Linked DNA regions of Sus scrofa: region 1 is linked to region 2. Evidence: chromatin contacts called from public promoter capture Hi-C data. All regions are on one chromosome and are shown on one strand. Each heading gives the region's core, a stretch centred on a gene start, on an enhancer-like site or on the middle of the called end of the contact. The rest is flanking DNA. Distances are from core to core; before and after follow the strand shown. Region 1 holds the start of LOC102162791. Region 2 overlaps C3H7orf50.

What was found. Promoter capture Hi-C pulls out the DNA fragments that hold promoters and counts their contacts.
Region 1: a contact with region 2 is called in a promoter capture Hi-C map of fetal liver, with 2.0 times the contacts expected there. The contact joins the promoter of LOC102162791 here to the enhancer-like site in region 2. A contact is called at or near these places in 3 of 5 promoter capture datasets (fetal liver and liver), 9 of 47 Hi-C or Micro-C datasets (embryonic fibroblasts, fetal skeletal muscle, liver and 3 more) and 1 of 2 datasets of contacts at active chromatin or transcription factors (skeletal muscle).

The regions. Positions count from the first base shown.
Region 1 is chr3:698,216-705,498 of Sscrofa11.1, reverse strand. It overlaps LOC102162791, which reads right to left and starts at 5,761. Exons shown (of 4, transcript XM_013987681.2): 1 at 4,482-5,761; 2 at 4,243-4,362; 3 at 3,645-3,732. The coding sequence starts at 4,726. All of the region lies in intron 2 of C3H7orf50, which reads left to right.
Region 2 is chr3:648,809-656,327 of Sscrofa11.1, reverse strand. It overlaps C3H7orf50, which reads left to right. Exons shown (of 5, transcript XM_013987679.2): 4 at 223-304; 5 at 5,044-5,627. The coding sequence ends at 5,229. It overlaps LOC100522669 (cytochrome P450 2W1), which reads right to left. Exons shown (of 10, transcript XM_021085945.1): 10 at 7,015-7,519. Among named protein-coding and RNA genes, the nearest start is that of MIR339-1, 14 kb to the left of the region's middle. Within about 2 kb of position 3,172, at least 8 of the 83 cell types and tissues checked have an H3K27ac peak or open chromatin away from gene starts, as enhancers often do. A contact at or near this core is called in fetal liver and liver, where this site is marked.

The sequences.
Region 1 (7,283 bases), core at 4,512-7,011, 47 kb before region 2:
GATAGCAATGTTCCTTCCCCTCAAACTTAAGCCAGCAGATGGGGCTGGGGCGCCCTTCGCTGCAGATTCAGACAGTGGCGACCGTGTCACGGACCTTCCAAGGCGGGCAGGCCCGGGCTGCACGTGTGAGGCCCTCCTTGCCCCGAGCCCGGCCGCAGGGTCGCACAGGGTGACCCCAGGTTGGGAGCATGGACTCGGCACACGTGAGCGGTCTTCCCGGCCTGTGACGGCGGACCGGCTGCCTGTGGAACCCTGACCCTGCGTCTGGAGCCGCGTTCTCCGGCTGCCTGGCGGGGGTCTCTGCGTACACGGCTTGGTCGTGCTCTTCTCGCCGCCTCAGGGCACACGCGTGTGCAACACTGATGCACGTGTGAGCAGAGTCCTTGGCGCGTGAAGAGCTCTGCCCGCGTCCTGACCCTGCCCCCTGCTCTTGCCTCAGGCCCACAAGCTGCTCTGGACCCGCGCCCCCGCGCCCCAACCCCCGAGCTCCGCGGTCTGAGACACCGGAAGGAGCTGTGACGTGTCCCGTGCGCTGGCGCTTAGGCCCTGAGTGAGTCCCAGGATGCCGAGTGTCAACCTAATGAAGACGGCTGAGCACCCCGGGAGGGAGCCGGGGCCTGCCTTTCTAATTACGGCAAACCGGGGAGGAGGTTGTGAACACTGAGAAGAGGTCAGGAAACGGCCTGGCCGTCCCGGCGTCCGTCTCCACAAGCGACCAGGGTTTCGGGGTTTCAGGCCTCCCGGGCGCCCACTGCGGTCCTTGCCGGGGTGGGGGGTTTGAGGCATCCCGTCGGTTGGTAGCGGGCCCGGGTGCTGGACGGGGGGGCAGGCCTGCTGCTTGCTGTGTCCCCAGGTCTGCTTCTCTCTAGGCCAGGGCCTGCCTTGGGCCCGAGGCACTCCGGCTCTCCCTGGCATCTTTGTGGCCAGCCCCGCCCCCAGGCTGGCTGGTGGACCCCAACGGGGGTCTGCAGTCAGGTGGTTCTGCCATAGACACAGCCTCTGGTGAGGGGTCACCAGAGCTTGGGGCCCGGCCTCCCTGTGCACACCTTTGTGCTGGCACAGCCGCCTCCCAGGCTTGGGACCCTCCCAGGAGAGGAAGGCCTCCGGAGAGGCTTGCCGGGGTGAGCGCTGGGCACGCCGGCTCCCGTCGCTCTCAGCACGCCGAGCGGCCCCAGGCCGCCACAGCCTCCTTTGCTTTTTCAGAGTCAGGCCCAGGGACCATGTGTCCCAGCGGGCGGATTGTGGTGCCCGGCGTCCCTGGTCTTGGGGGGCCTGCCAGCTGCAGAGCTGTGGGTCAGGGGGGCTCCGAGCCACCTGGCCTGCTGGGCCCACCAGCTCTCTCTCCACCACCGGTTCTGGGTTTACTCGGGGAGACGACACAACATGCAGATATTTGCTCATGAAGCTGCCTGTGTGGCAGCCCCAATGCGCAGGCTCCACGTTGGCCGTGGCAGATCCTCCCGAGGTCGCACCGGTGCGAGTCGCGACATGAGGGTCGGTGCGGGGGTCGAGATCTGCCGCGGACGCCCAGCCCGTAGACCTCCCCCGCCGGGCACCCAGCACCCTGGCGCCCGCGCCCGGCGCCCCCGGTGATGCAGCCCAGGCAGAGGGCTGTCCTGTTGCTGCTGAGCAGGGTTCGCGGTGTGGACGGGCCCCAGCTGGTCTGTCTGCTCGCGATGGGTGACGTTGGGGCACTGCTGGCTTGCGGCTCTAGGAATAGCGCTGCCTTGAGTGTTTGAATGTACGTTTCCCCCTGGGCTTGGGGGCTCCTTTCTTGGGGCCCCTCGGAGCGGTGTTGCCCCTGCTCGGGGCGAGGGTTGGACCTCACGTGGAGCCTGAGGACCACGCGCCCCTCCCGCCAGAAGCCTCGCGCTGCCCCTGCAGAAGCCTGGGGATTCCTGGGAAGACGGCCCCAGGCCTGTTCTGGTGCCACTTTCAGGTCGAGGGCTTCTAAGGGCCCTTCCCTCAGCCGCACAGAAGGGCTGCTGGGGTCCTGCCTCGCCCCCTGGCCCCACCCCAGCGCACCAGGGTAGCCTCCAGAGTTAGAAGGTGGGGGCGTGAGCCTGACCCTGTGGTTCAGGTCCGAGTGGGGCTTAGGGGTCCCTCCCGGCACCAGTGTCCAGCCTCCTTTTCACTGGCGCCTTTCCACCCCGGACCTGGACTCGAGAGGGGGAGGTTTTGCCTCCACCCGGCATCTTCCGGCACCCAGCCTGGTTGTCGTCTTGGTAGGTGTGTAGCCAGCGAGCTGTACGATGGTGACTGTGTCGCACCCACCGCGGACCTTGGAGGCCAGAGTTCTGGAGACGCTGTCCTCGGCTCTGCCAGCAGCTCCTGCGGGCGCCGTCCGCCCGCCACCCTGCGGCCCCGTCTGCTGCGACTCTGGTCTCCTGAGAGCCTTGGGCTGCGCCAGGAGGCCCTCAGCACACCCGCTCCTGACCTTGGGCGCGGCTTGTTCCTCGTGGGGGGCGAGGCCCAGCATACCTGCCGAGGCCCGGCGCCCCGGGTGCTGTGCCCGCTCCTCCTCTGAGCCCAAGCACACTGCCTGGTGTCCCCTTGGCTGCTCAGGACACTGTGTGTGTCGGGTGGGGTAGGGGTCCGTGCTCCTGTTTGCATTCGGCTGCCCCCAGCTCTCAGGCCCTGGTCTCGGGCTGGCTGTGCAGCGTCCCGTTTGCAGCACCTTGAAGCATCGTGCCAGCTTCAGTGTTTCCTTCCAAAGCCGAGTCCCAGAGGACTGCGCGGGTGCAGCACCCCATCTCGGCCGTGCTCTGTCTGGAGCCGTGAGGGCGCAGCGAGGGGCAGGCGGGGGCCTGCTGCAGGACGGGGGTCGAGTGGGCGGCTTGGAGGAAGGGGGACTGCAGATCTGGTGCTGTCGGAAAGCGGGGCCGGGCTCCTCAGGAGCAGGGGCGCCTTCTGACGCGGGGCGGCACCGGGGCTTTGGTGGCCACCGCTGCCCCCTCTGCACCAGCGAGCTTGTGTGCCAGGAGGAAAGGAACACGGCCTCCCGCAAGGCAAAGGGCCCTCTCCGCGTCCTGCGCCCCCCCAACCCCCCCCGCTTGTCCCCTCCCACAGCCGAGCCCTCCCCACCCCACCCCCGCACCCCAGGCCTTCAAGGTCCACACGGCTGGTGAGCTGCCCCCGCCCCCCGGTCCCCAGAGACACTAAAGGCCTGGCTTCTGTGAGCGGGCCGATGGACAGGCCCTGGTGTGGGGCGCTGGTCTCCACCGAGCGTCTTTGTGGCAAGGGGAGCCTGACACGGGCATTGGGCAGCTCCCTCTGCTCTCGGGAGCGTCCCCTGCCCTCATCAGAGTGGCGGCGGCGGTGGGGGGGATCGGTCGTGCTCAGCCCTCAGGGGGCCTCCAGGGCCCAGTCGACACCAGCGAATCCTGACAGGCTCTCTGCCTCCAACTCCGGACACGAAGCCACAGGTCTGCTCGTCTGAGCTGTGAGAAGGGCTAGCGGTCTGCCCGGTCACTCCAGCCCCAGGCGCGAGAAATAAACGGCATTTCACCTTTCGGTGGAACCAGTGTGGGGGTTCACAGACTGGTTTCCAGAGATAGCACAGCTCCCCTCTCCCAGCTGCTCGCATGGGCCTTATGCCAGCGGGCAGAAAGCGGGCGCGGGCAGGGGGCCGGGGGACCGCTCACCTGGCCGGCGGAGGGTCTGGCGCGGAGGGAGGGGCTCCGGCGCCCGCTCACGGCCCCTCGCTGGTCCGAGCTCCCTGGGAACAGGCGGCTGCGGAAGGAAAACGGGGATGTGCCCTTGAGCCTTCACCACACGCCGCGAGTTGGGCAGGCGGTGGTTTGGTCACGTGACCCCAGAGACCCGCCAGGCCTGGAAGGGGGGCGGTTCGTGCCGCAGACGGGACAGGGCGCCCGGCCCCGCGGTTTCCTGCAGACCCCCACGCCGCCGTCCTCAGGACGGTCCCGCCCAGAAAGCAGGCGACGCTGCCACTTAAAATAGGACCCGGGCCCCACGCCCAGCATGAGGGCAAGCGCTCCAACCCCTCCCGCCCAGGCCACCTCGAACGTCCCCTCGGGGCGCCCAGCCCCCCACGGGCGGGAGCTGGTGCTGGGGGGACGCTCCCTTGTCCCCCACGGCCCCTGCGCAGGCCAGGGTGTGGGATTCGTGGAGGACGGGGTCGGCCAAACCCCAGCGCTGGGGGCGGTCCTGCCCCCCCGCCCCCGACGTCCAGGAGAGTTCCTGCTGGGCGAAGGGGGGCTGGGGCCGGTGGCAGGAGCTTGCCTTCTGGCCTCCTGGCCTCCGCGGCGTCCCCAGACCGGCCCTGCCGGGAGACGCGTTTGGATCCCTCTGCTGCACACGGGGTCCCTGTCCCGCCGGGGTCCCTGTCCCGCCGTGCCCGCCCTGCTTCAGGCGAAAGAGGATGCGGGGACTTGCTGAGCCGCACCCAGCCCGTGCGTCCCGCCTCTGTCACAGCCCGGCTCTCGGCACGAGCGCTGCTCTCCTCTGGGCCCCGAGCCCACCTGCTCTGGGCTGGGCTTGGGGCCAGGAGACAGGGCTCCCTGGATGGCGTGGGTGGCCTCCCTCTTGGCCCGTGACGTCCCCGCCGTTGCCCGTCGCCTAGATTGTGCATGTGAACGCAGGGAGGGCGCCTTGGGCCTGGGGACACAGCGGGGCCCAGCTGGCCCACACAGTCCTGCGTCATCGAGACAGTCACGCCCCAGGCCCCTGCCCGTTTCCTGGCTCCCCTGAGTGTCCGCAGCCCCATGTGGAGGTGGCCGGGGCCAGCCCGTCGCGGGGAACGGGGGCCCCTCCCCCACACCCGCCTTTCCCAGGACACTCTGTTCTGTGCTAAGCCCACATGGGCTGTGCCCTCGGGCACGGCCCAGTGCCGCCGCCGCCCTCCCCAGGGGCCCCCTCCGCGCAAGAGCTGGGACACCCGCCAGAGAGCCGACTTGGGGTGTGTGAATGGCGGCGAGTGTGCACCGCGGCTGTTCCCCCGGGGCCTAAAGGGGACGACGCCGGGACACCGCCGGAGCCTTGCACGCGCTCCGCGGCGCGGTTGCACTTCTGTGAGGCTCCCGGGCGGCTGCTGGGGGTGGGTAGGGGGTGAGGAGGCGTTTGTGTCACTTCCTGTCCTGACTTTTGTCGCTTACGTGTCACTGTTGACACCTGTTTGTGTTCAGCAGCAGCTTTGAGTCGTCTCTGTGTGTTCCGTCCAGCTCCCCTGTTTTGAAAATACGCTTCGGGGGGGTTCAGTAAAGTCAGAGCCGCGCGGGGAACCCTGGCCGCCCGTCTGGACTGGCGAACGGCGTGCTCCCGAGCCCTGGCGGACGCGGTTGCTCCCCCCGGGTAGGGGGCTCAGGCTCCCTGTGGGCTGGGTACGTGGCAGCCCTCTGCCAGGCCCTCCCAGGCCTTTTTCCTGTTGGGGTGTCACTGGCCGCGAGACCACCCGGGTGAGAAAGTCAGAGGATGTTTAGCCCAAGAGCCGGCAAGGCAGGCGTGACTGGCGGCCCAGCGGAAGGGGCTTGGAGGATGGCCGGGAGGCGGCCGGCGGAGCACCGGGGGCCGGGGGCCTGGGCGCGGGAGCAGAGGGTCCCAGGGGTGCCGGTCACGGGTCTGCGCTTCCGAGACTGCTGGTGAACGAGGAGCTGTGGGAACCTGGGTGGGCCCCGGTGCAGCTCGGGGAGCTGCTGGGTCCCGGCTCCTCTGCTCCTGCCTACGCCTTCCCCCATCCTCTGGGCCCTGCTCTGTCCCCCCCAAACCTCCCCGCCCTGCTCTGTGTCCCCCCCATCCTCTGGGCCCTGCTCTGTGTCCCCCCCAAACCTCCCCGCCCTGCTCTGTGTCCCCCCATCCTCTGGGCCCTGCTCTGTGTCCCCCAACCCCCCCTTGCGGGCTGCGAGCCTGCGGGAGCCCCACTGCTTCAGCCTAAGGCCGCTTTAGGAGCCGGGCTCCCCCTCAGCGGCCTCCGCTCCCGCGCAGACCGAGAGCATCGGCAGCCACTGGGGGGCGCCCCGTGAGCGCGCCTGCCCCGGCGGCGGGGCCTTCCCGAGTCGCCCTCACCCTGCTTGGAACCTGGAAGCGCGCAGCCTGGGGGTGGGGGGCGTCGCATCTCCCGGTTCTGAGGCGGGGCTTCCAGGCGCCTGGCCCGCTCCTCCTGCCCCGCCGGGCGGGCTTCTAGGCGGCCCGCGGGAGGCACAGCTGCGTGAGCAGTCCCCGCAGGGCGCAAGGTCCCATCGCAGGTCCCCCGCTGCGCCCCCCCCCCGCCTCCCCCCCGCCGCCCCCCGCCCAGCCCCGCGGGAGGGCGGTCGGGCCCGGGGCGCTGGCACCTGAGCTGCACACGTGATTCCCTTCAGGGTAAGCAGGCCCTGCGTCAGGGGTGCGGGGTGGGTGGGAGCCGACGGTGCTCCCGCCGTCAGCACTTCCCAGTGCCTGGTGCTCCAGAGGAGGACGGGGCACAGAGAGGCTCAGAACTCGCCCCAGGTCACACAGCAGGGTGCTCCGGGGACCGCGCTGGCCCGACGCACCTGCTTCACATGAAAACCGGGACACGGGACCTGCCCCGTGGTTCTCGGAGACCCCGACACTTTCGTGCCCCCTGGAGACTTGGGTGCACTTTTGGGCATCTCCCAGGGTCCAGCTGAAGTAGGTGCGAATTCCAGTGAGTTAACCCTTCACTGAGACAAAGCCGTGGTCAGTGCTGTCGTGGGCGTGACGGCCACAGAGCACCTGTGATGGTGGCGGGACAGCGGTTCAGGCCCATAAGGCAGCTGCTGAGTCCCCAGAACGGCGCTGGGGACTGTCCTTTTCTCTCTCTCTTGTTTTGTTCTGTTTTGTTTTGTATTTTTAGGGCCGCTCCTGCGGCATATGGAGGTTCCCAGGCTCGGGGTGTGATGGCAGCCAAAGCTGCCGGCCTTCGCCAGAGCCACAGCAATGCCAGATCCGAGCCACATCTGCCACCTACACCACAGCCCCTGGCAAGGCTGGATCCTTAACCCACTGAGCGAGGCCAGGGATCAAACCTACATCCTCATGGATCCTCTTCGGGTTTGTTCACCTCTGAGCCACGACGGGAACTCATGTTTTTCTTCTTTTTTGCCCGTTTCGCAGCACATGGAATTCCCTGGGCCAGGGATCATATCCAAGCCGCAGTTGCAAGGTACACCTAAGCCACAGCTGTGGCAATACCAGATCCTTAACCCCCTGTGCCAGGCCAGGCATCGAACCTGCCTCACAGCACTCCCGAGATGCCTTCAACCCTTGTGCCACAGCGGGAACTCAGGCTTGTCCCACTGACAAGGGAGAGGAGGTCTCACCTCCAGGGC
Region 2 (7,519 bases), core at 1,923-4,422:
CGTGCTGGGGGGGGGGGGGGCGCCTGGCCGAGGGCCCCGCAGGTGTGTGGCGGCGACACGTCGTCCCCGGCGTGGGGCCTCTGAGCCGCCCTCGGGCGGGGAAGGTTCTGGGCCTGGATGCCCTGCGCCCAGCCGGGGAAGGGCCCCCCCAGGCCAGTCGGCGCAGGCGCCCTCCTGCTCCTCGTGTCCCGGCGCTGAGACGTCCTGTCCTTGCTTCCCCAGCTGGGCCCAGAAGCGCGAGGACTGGAGGTTTCAGAAGACGAGGCAGACCTGGCTGCTGGTGCACATGTACGACAGGGACCAGGTGGGTGTGCTGGGGCGGGGGGCACCCTCGGGGCTCAGGTCGCCCAGTGGTGGGGTGGGCAGGCCCCATCCGGCACAGTGGCCTGGGCGCCCGGCCCCTCTGCGCCTGGCCTCCCTCTACCCCCGGCCCCTGGGCCCGGCCGCACAGCTCCTTCCTCGGCCCGTTCCTCTCGAGGCCCAGCCCCGGCTCGGATTACAAAGAGGCCGTGGCCGTGGCCCCCGGCCATCCTTACGGAGACGAAGCCCGGGCTCAGGAGGAACCCGCTTGGGGTGGGGTCGGAACCCTGCTGGGTTTGCCCGGTGGCCGGACTCTGAGCCCAGGAGGCTGCGGATGTGGCAGCACCGCCGGAAGCCCTGGAGGCCCGGCGGGGTGTGGGGCTGAGGCTGAGGCTGGGGGCCGGTCACCCCAGGCACTGCCGCGTGCGTCTCCCACACGCCGGCCTCAGCCAGGGCTCCACACCACGTGGCCACCACCAGCTCCGACCCTCGGTGACGTCCTGGTTGCGGGGGGACCCGTCGAGAATCACACTCGCCCGGCGTCTGCCCTCCCCCCGCCCCCCCAGCATCCTCTGGTCCGGATCGTTGCTCGTCCACTGACCCTCGTGGCCCTACCTGCTCCGAGAGGGCAGTTGTCGGGCCAGCGAGCTGGGTTGGGCCTGTCCACGCCCGGGTGGGGACATCTGTGATGGCTTGATGGTGACACCAATCACGTGACTCTGCTGGTGGCTTTTCTGTAACGTTACCGACTCCCCCGGGGACGAGCTCGCGTCTGTGGGGTCGCTGCCCTGTACTCATCAGCTCTCCTGTCCCTCTGTGGCCCTGTCTGGGTCAGTGTTGCTGTGATGCTGGCCAGATGGGGCTTTTCTGTGTCCTTTGTCGTGTCCCCGCCAAGGAAGAGCCTGGCTGCCTCCCTGTGGAGCCGCGCGGTACCCTCGTCAGCGTGGTCCCCTCCCCGGGTCCCCGCCGTCCTGCCACGTCCACTCTCCACTCGGCTCGGGGCACCCGCCCCTCCTCCCTGTGGTCCTCAGACATCTGTCCCCACGTCCCAGGCTGAGGGGACAGACCGTGAGGCGTCTGCAAGAGCCGCGGGCAGAGGCCTGGCCTCCCCACACCCCGGGTCTCCGTTCCCTGGACCCCTCTCTCCCAGGACTGAGGGCTTGGGGTGACAGCTGGCTAGACTGACCGCCCACCAAGCCACCTGCCCCTGCCAGAGCCCCTCTGCTGCCTGGTTGCCCCCGGCCACTCGAGACCACCTGGCGTGTGTCCTAGGGAGCTTTCAGTTTTGATGGAGTCTGATTTTCCCGTGTTTTCTTTGGTTGCTTGTGTGTTTGCGACATTGCCGAGAGGCCACTGCTGCCTGATCCGGGGCGGGGCGGTTTACCCCCGCTTTCTTCCAAGGGGTTTCTAGTTTCCGTCCTCACGTTCAGCCTCTGGTCGCCTCACAGTCGCTTCCGAATGTCGCGTGATCTTGGTGTCGCCAGCGCGAGGCCATGCTGTGGTCCCAGCAGCGTGGCCTGAGGACGGTGCTTCCGGAGTCCCCGTCGTGGCTCCGTGGAAACGGATCCGACTGGGAACCGTGAGGTTGCAGGTTTGATCCCTGGCCTCGCTCCGTGGGTGAAGGATCCGCCATTGCCGTGAGCTGTGGTGTAGGTCGCAGACGCGGCTCGGACCTGGCATTGCTGTGGCTCTGGCGTAGTCTGTCACCTGTAGCTCCGATGTGACCCCTAGCCCGGGAACCTCCACATCCCGCGGGTGCGGCCCTGAAAGGACAAAAAGCAAAAGAAGAAGACAGCTCTTCCCCCAGCGGGTGGTCTTGGCACCCAGCCCCTCCCCGCACCTGCGGTCCTTCTCCTCCGTCTGCCCTGCTGCGATGTGACCCCCCGGGAATGGGACTCGTCTGCTTCCGCTGACCCCCGGGCCCCCAGCCTGGCAGCCTGGACGACGGGGTACAGCAGGTGCCCTCTCAGAACCCGGCCTCCAGCGCTGCCCTGGGAGATGGGACTGCGTCTGGATGGGCAGCTGCGAGGGCGCGGTAGCCAGTGTGAGTGAGCCCCTGAGGGGGGTGAGCCCCTGAGGTCAGGGACGGGCTCACACGGCCCAGCCGGGCCGTCAGAAAACCTTGGGCTGCGGGCACCTGGCTGCCCATGGGTCTGGAGTGCTGGGAACTTTGCGTCCTCATTCAGCAGATGTTTCCTGGGGGCTCAGCAGGGTCAGGATGGGGCCGGGGTCCTGTGCTGCTCTGGCCCCGGCCTCTGTGGACAGAGGGGTCTCTGGCTCCTTCCTGGGAACCCAGAGAAGGGACAGTCCCCAGAGACGTTTGTTCTCGCTGTAAAACCGGTCGTGGCCTGGCTGCTCCTGGCGGGCCTGAGACCTGCCCGCCAGCCTGGGGCTCTCGGCGCCTCCCTCTCCGCCACCGCCCCCACCTAGAGAATGAAGGCGGCCCCTCGTCGCGTCAGGTGCCAACCTTAACCCGGAACCAACCAAAGACTTAGTGGCGAGAGCAGAGCGGAGCTCACGGTCTCCGTCCGGACCCAAAGCACCGTGACCCAGAAAACAGACCAGCAGGAAAACCTGAGCCGTGAAGCCACCGCCCGCAGGCTCCGGTCAGGGGCCGCCTCGGGGACGTTCAGAGAGCTCGTCTCCCTCGGGGTAAGGGCGCTGCAGAGCAGGCCGAGGCTCCGGCAGGAGCCTTTCGGCAAAGAAGACAGGTGAGAGCCGACCGCGGCAGAGGTCAGGGCCTCGGCGGAGGGCAGGACGCTGAGGTCAGGCCCAGGGCGAAGGTCGGGACCGCAGTCAGGTCAGGACTCGGCCTCCCACCCGCCAGGCGGCAGCTCCCTCTTGTTTCCCAGGTCTCGCCCTGAGAGCCGGGTACACGTTCAAGACGTCTCTCTTCCTGTGCGGCCCCGTTTCACCCACGTTGCTTGTGGTCTGTTGGTCTGTGTGACCTCTGGTTTCGAAATCAGAGACTTTGCTCCAACATCTGGTGCCCTGTGGGGCCCACGTGTCCTAGGGGGAGCCTCAAAGCCTGGCCGGCCCAGGGGCCCCCGGCTTCCGTGCGGCGTGGGCAGGGGCTGGGCCCAGCCCCCAGTGTCAGCTTCTCTGGGGCTTCTCTCTTGTATTTCTCAGATTCTAGAAGAGAAGCTTCTAGTCTTGCCGCAGAGCTGCCAACATCGGGGGGGGGGGGCGCCTCCAGCACACAGACCCTCTCGACGCCGGCTCCCCTTGGACTCGCCCGCCTGGAGCCCCGCACCCGCGGCCTCCGCGGCCCTCAGAGGGTTGGGCTCTGCACCCCAGCCGCTTAGTGAGTTTCTTGGAGCTGGGATTTGCACACCGTGACATCCACTGCTGTGACGAGCTCTGGCTTGTGGTGAGGTCCAGCGTCTCTGGGCTCTTCTAGCTGCTGGTGCTTTTGCTGTCGGAGCTGAGACCGAGGAATCCAAGGCCACAAAGATGTTCTCCCCTGGGTTTTATTTCCTAGATTCTAAGGGTCTTAGTTTTAGCTCTTTCTTCCAGGACTTGGATCCACTTTGAGTTAACTTTCGCACGTGGCGTGAGGGTCAGCTCGCTTTGCTCATGGACGTCCAGATGTCCCAACACCACCTGTTGAAAAGAGGACTCCCCCTTATCTGGCCTTGGCAGCCCTCAGAGGTCGCCTGGCCACGGACTCTCAGTCCTGTCCCTGGTCCGCGTGTGTGCGGACGCCTAGGGCTCCGCCGTCCTGACCGACGCAGCTTTCTAGTGGGTTTTGAAGTTCGTGTGTGTGGCTGCTGCTTTGGCCTCCCCGCAGCACAGGGAGCTCCCCAGCCAGGGATCAGATCCGAGCTGCAGTTGCGACCTAAGCCGCCCGTGTGGCAGTGCCAGATCCTTAACCGACCGCTGTGCCAGGCTAGGGATCAAACCAGTGCTCCCAAGATGCTGCCAATCTGGTGACGCCACAGCGGGGACTCTGCTCACTGCTTTTTCAGTGAACTTCCAGCCACCCGTTTTCAGCCCCGTCTTTATTCTCACTCCTGAAAGTGACTGCACAGCTGGTTCTGGAGCCCTGGGGGCAGCAGGGTCGGGGCGGTGGAGCCTGCAGCATAATCGGGGTTTCTCAGCTCAAGCCTCATCTTCCGCAGGCCTACTGACTCGTTTTCAGCCCCTAGACGTTGCCACCATTGTCTTTTTTCTCTTTGTCCTCAGAGCTCTATCTCTGTAAAAATCTATCTGCTTTTGGAGTTCCCATGTAGCTCAGTGGTTAACAAATCCGACTAGGAGCCATGAGGTTGCATGTTCGATCCCTGGCCTCGCTCCGTGGGTTAAGGATCTGCCGTTGCCATGAGCTGTGGTGTAGGTCGCAGATGCGGCTCGGATCCCGCGTTGCCCTGGCTCTGGCGCAGGCTGGTGGCTGCAGCTCCAATTCGACCCCTAGCCTGGGAAGCTCCATATGCTGTGGGTGTGGCCCTAAAAAAGACCAAAAAAAAAAAAAAAAAATCGATCTGCTTTCTGTTGTTTTGGTAGCTTTTCAGGAAGGCGTGAAAATTGATGTCTGCCAGCCTCTAGCACAAGCCAGAGCCTGGCACCTGGGGGAAACAGCAGCGGCTGGAAGAGGACACACGCGGCCAGCTGCCTGTTCCAGCTCCTGGCCCTGTGGTCCTGTGGTGACCGGGCAGGGGGTGCGGGTGCAGCTGAGCACACTGAACCCGGCTGGTCCCCCAGGCCGTCCGCACGGCCCCTGACCACACGTTCTCTCCCCTGCAGGTCTCCGAGGAGCACTTCCCCACGCTGCTGGCCTACCTGGAGGGGCTCCAGGGCCGGGCCCGTGAGCTGACTGTGCAGAAGGCCGAGGCGCTGATGCGGGAGCTGGACCAGGCGGGGGCCGGCGCGGAGGCCTCGCTGCTGGGGAAGACCCAGCGTGCCCGCCAGGTGCTGCAGCTGCTCTCCTAGGGGAGCTCGGGTGGGCCTGCGCCTCTCGGGCTCCAGGGGCGGGGTCCCCGGTCCCCCTGACCCCTGGCTCTCGGAAGGACTGCCTCTCGCTCCAGCTCAGCCAGCTCACCCCATAGGGATGGCGGCTGAGCCCCTTCACAGCGGAAGGCGCTCACTCAAACCACCTGGCCTCCCAGTGGCCCTCCAGCCCCCGAGGAGGGGCTTATTGGGGGACGTGTCTATTTTTCTACCAGGATGTCTTGGAGGCTGGCTGGCGTCAGCCCTTCCTGCCAGCTGTGTCCGTCCCTGTGTTCACCGAGGGCCTGGGCTGTGGCTCATGGGCCTTGCTGGCCAATTATAAGGGAAAGCTGAGTATTTTCAGTAAAAACTGGCCCCCAGAGGCCGTGCCTCTCCTGTGATTCGTTCTCTGCCTGTGGGTCGTGCGGGCGGATCGTGAGTGGCTGCCGGGGTGCAAAGAAGGGCAGATTGGCTGATCAAGAATGTAGCTGAGTTCCCTGGCAGCCAAATCAAAAAGGGAAGTGTGAGGAGTTCCCTGGTGGTGAAGCTGGTCCGGGATCTGGCGTTGTCAGTGCACCTGCTCAGGTCAGTGCAGTGGCGTGGGTTTGATCCCTGGCCTGAGAACATCCTGAGCTGCAGGAGCAGCCAAAAAAAAAAGGTGGTGGGAACGGGTCCTTGTTGCCTGTTCGTGGAAACGTTGAGGAGAGAGCCAGGCATCCTCCTCGTGGGCACTGGCCTGAGGCCTCCTTCCTCCCTGAGGCCCCATGGGATGCAGTGCTGTGCTCCGCAGCGGCCCTGGCATCACTGGGTGTGGGGCCAAGCTCTAGATCCAGGCAGTTCCTGGGGTCCCCGTGCCGGCCAGAGGGGGCGCTTTGATGAGCCCGGGTGAGTCCTTGTGGGAGGTCTGCCTGCAGGTCCCTGGTTCTCCCAGGTCGTCAGGGCCGCTGGGCTGGCAGCCCTGGGGGTGGCTGTCCTCCCCGTCAGCGCCCAGATGCCATCGGCAGGAGAGTGCTGGTCCCAAGAAGGACGGAAGGCAGGGGGGCCACGTAGGCTGACGCGGCGGGGCCGTCGCGGTGCCCCGGCCCGCGGGGCGGTTCCTGTGGGTTACTAACGCCGCTGGTGAGGCTGAGGAGCAGCCCCCAGAGGGCGGGTAGAGCCCCCCCTGTTGTAAAGGAGTCCGGACAGAGCTCGGCAGGTGTGGGCCGTGCCTTCCGGGGTGACTGCAGAGCCATCAGGCTCACCGACTGCCCCCTCGCCCCCCAAGGAAGCCGCTCTTGGGGCCAAGCAGCTGTAGGATTTATGGCTGAGAAGCGGGTGTTTCCTGTTGGCCCTCGACTGTGAGAAGTGGGGGCTCAGCAGCTGCTCCCCCCACGGTGCCCCTCCCTCCCAGCCCCAGGAGGGTCGTGTCCACTTTGGGTGAATTGTGTTGAGCGTGTACAGTCGGTCCTGTGACTTTTCAGGGACCGTCCAGCCAGTGTCCCCGCTGGGCACCCCTGCACAGTGGGGCTTCTGGAAGTTAGACGCCCTACCCCATGTGTTCCCCTGCGAGGGGGCGCAGCATCGTGGCTCCGTTGGGCTCAGGACTGATGGGAAAATGTCTCCTGTCAGGGTCCCTTCGGGCCCAGGAGCTGAGACACCGTCTGTGTGTGTGTTCTCGGGGGTTCGCTTATGGTCTGGGGCTGCTGGGGTGTGGCGGGGGCGGCCCTGGAGCCAAAGGCAGATCTGGACCAAGAGCCACCCGCCAGCCCCTCGAGACCCCGAGGCCGGGGCTGCAGCCGTGAGGACAGCCGTCCAGGGAGCCCACTTACCCACACGAGCCCAGCGCTGCCTCCAGGAAGGTGTCCGGCTCCACCTCCCCCAGGCCGCCCTCCCCGTCCAGGCCCCTTTCTGGACATGTCGCCAGCACATCCGGAAGCACCCGTGCCTGTGACGCGGCCCTGCCCTTGGTTTTAGGGAGCTTCCCACCCCCGCCCCCCCGGGGGGCGTTGGAGCGTCATGTGCTGACCTTGCAGCCCTAGGTCCTTCCACTAGGACCTCTGGAAACGGCTCAGAGGCTGGGGGAACACGCTCCCCGTCACAGGGTGCCTGGCACTGAACCCTTGGGCCGCAGGCCCCTCCACCCCTCACCCCCACCCTGCTCACTCACCAGTTCGCCCCCCCAGGCGAGCGTCCCCACATGGACAGCACAGCGCGGTCAGGCTTTTTAATTCCTGCTAATCTGATGCTCTCCAGGAAGGGCCTCTGACCCCCAGCTGGAGTGGGGGCGGCTTCTGCACACCCCCAGCCCTGTGCC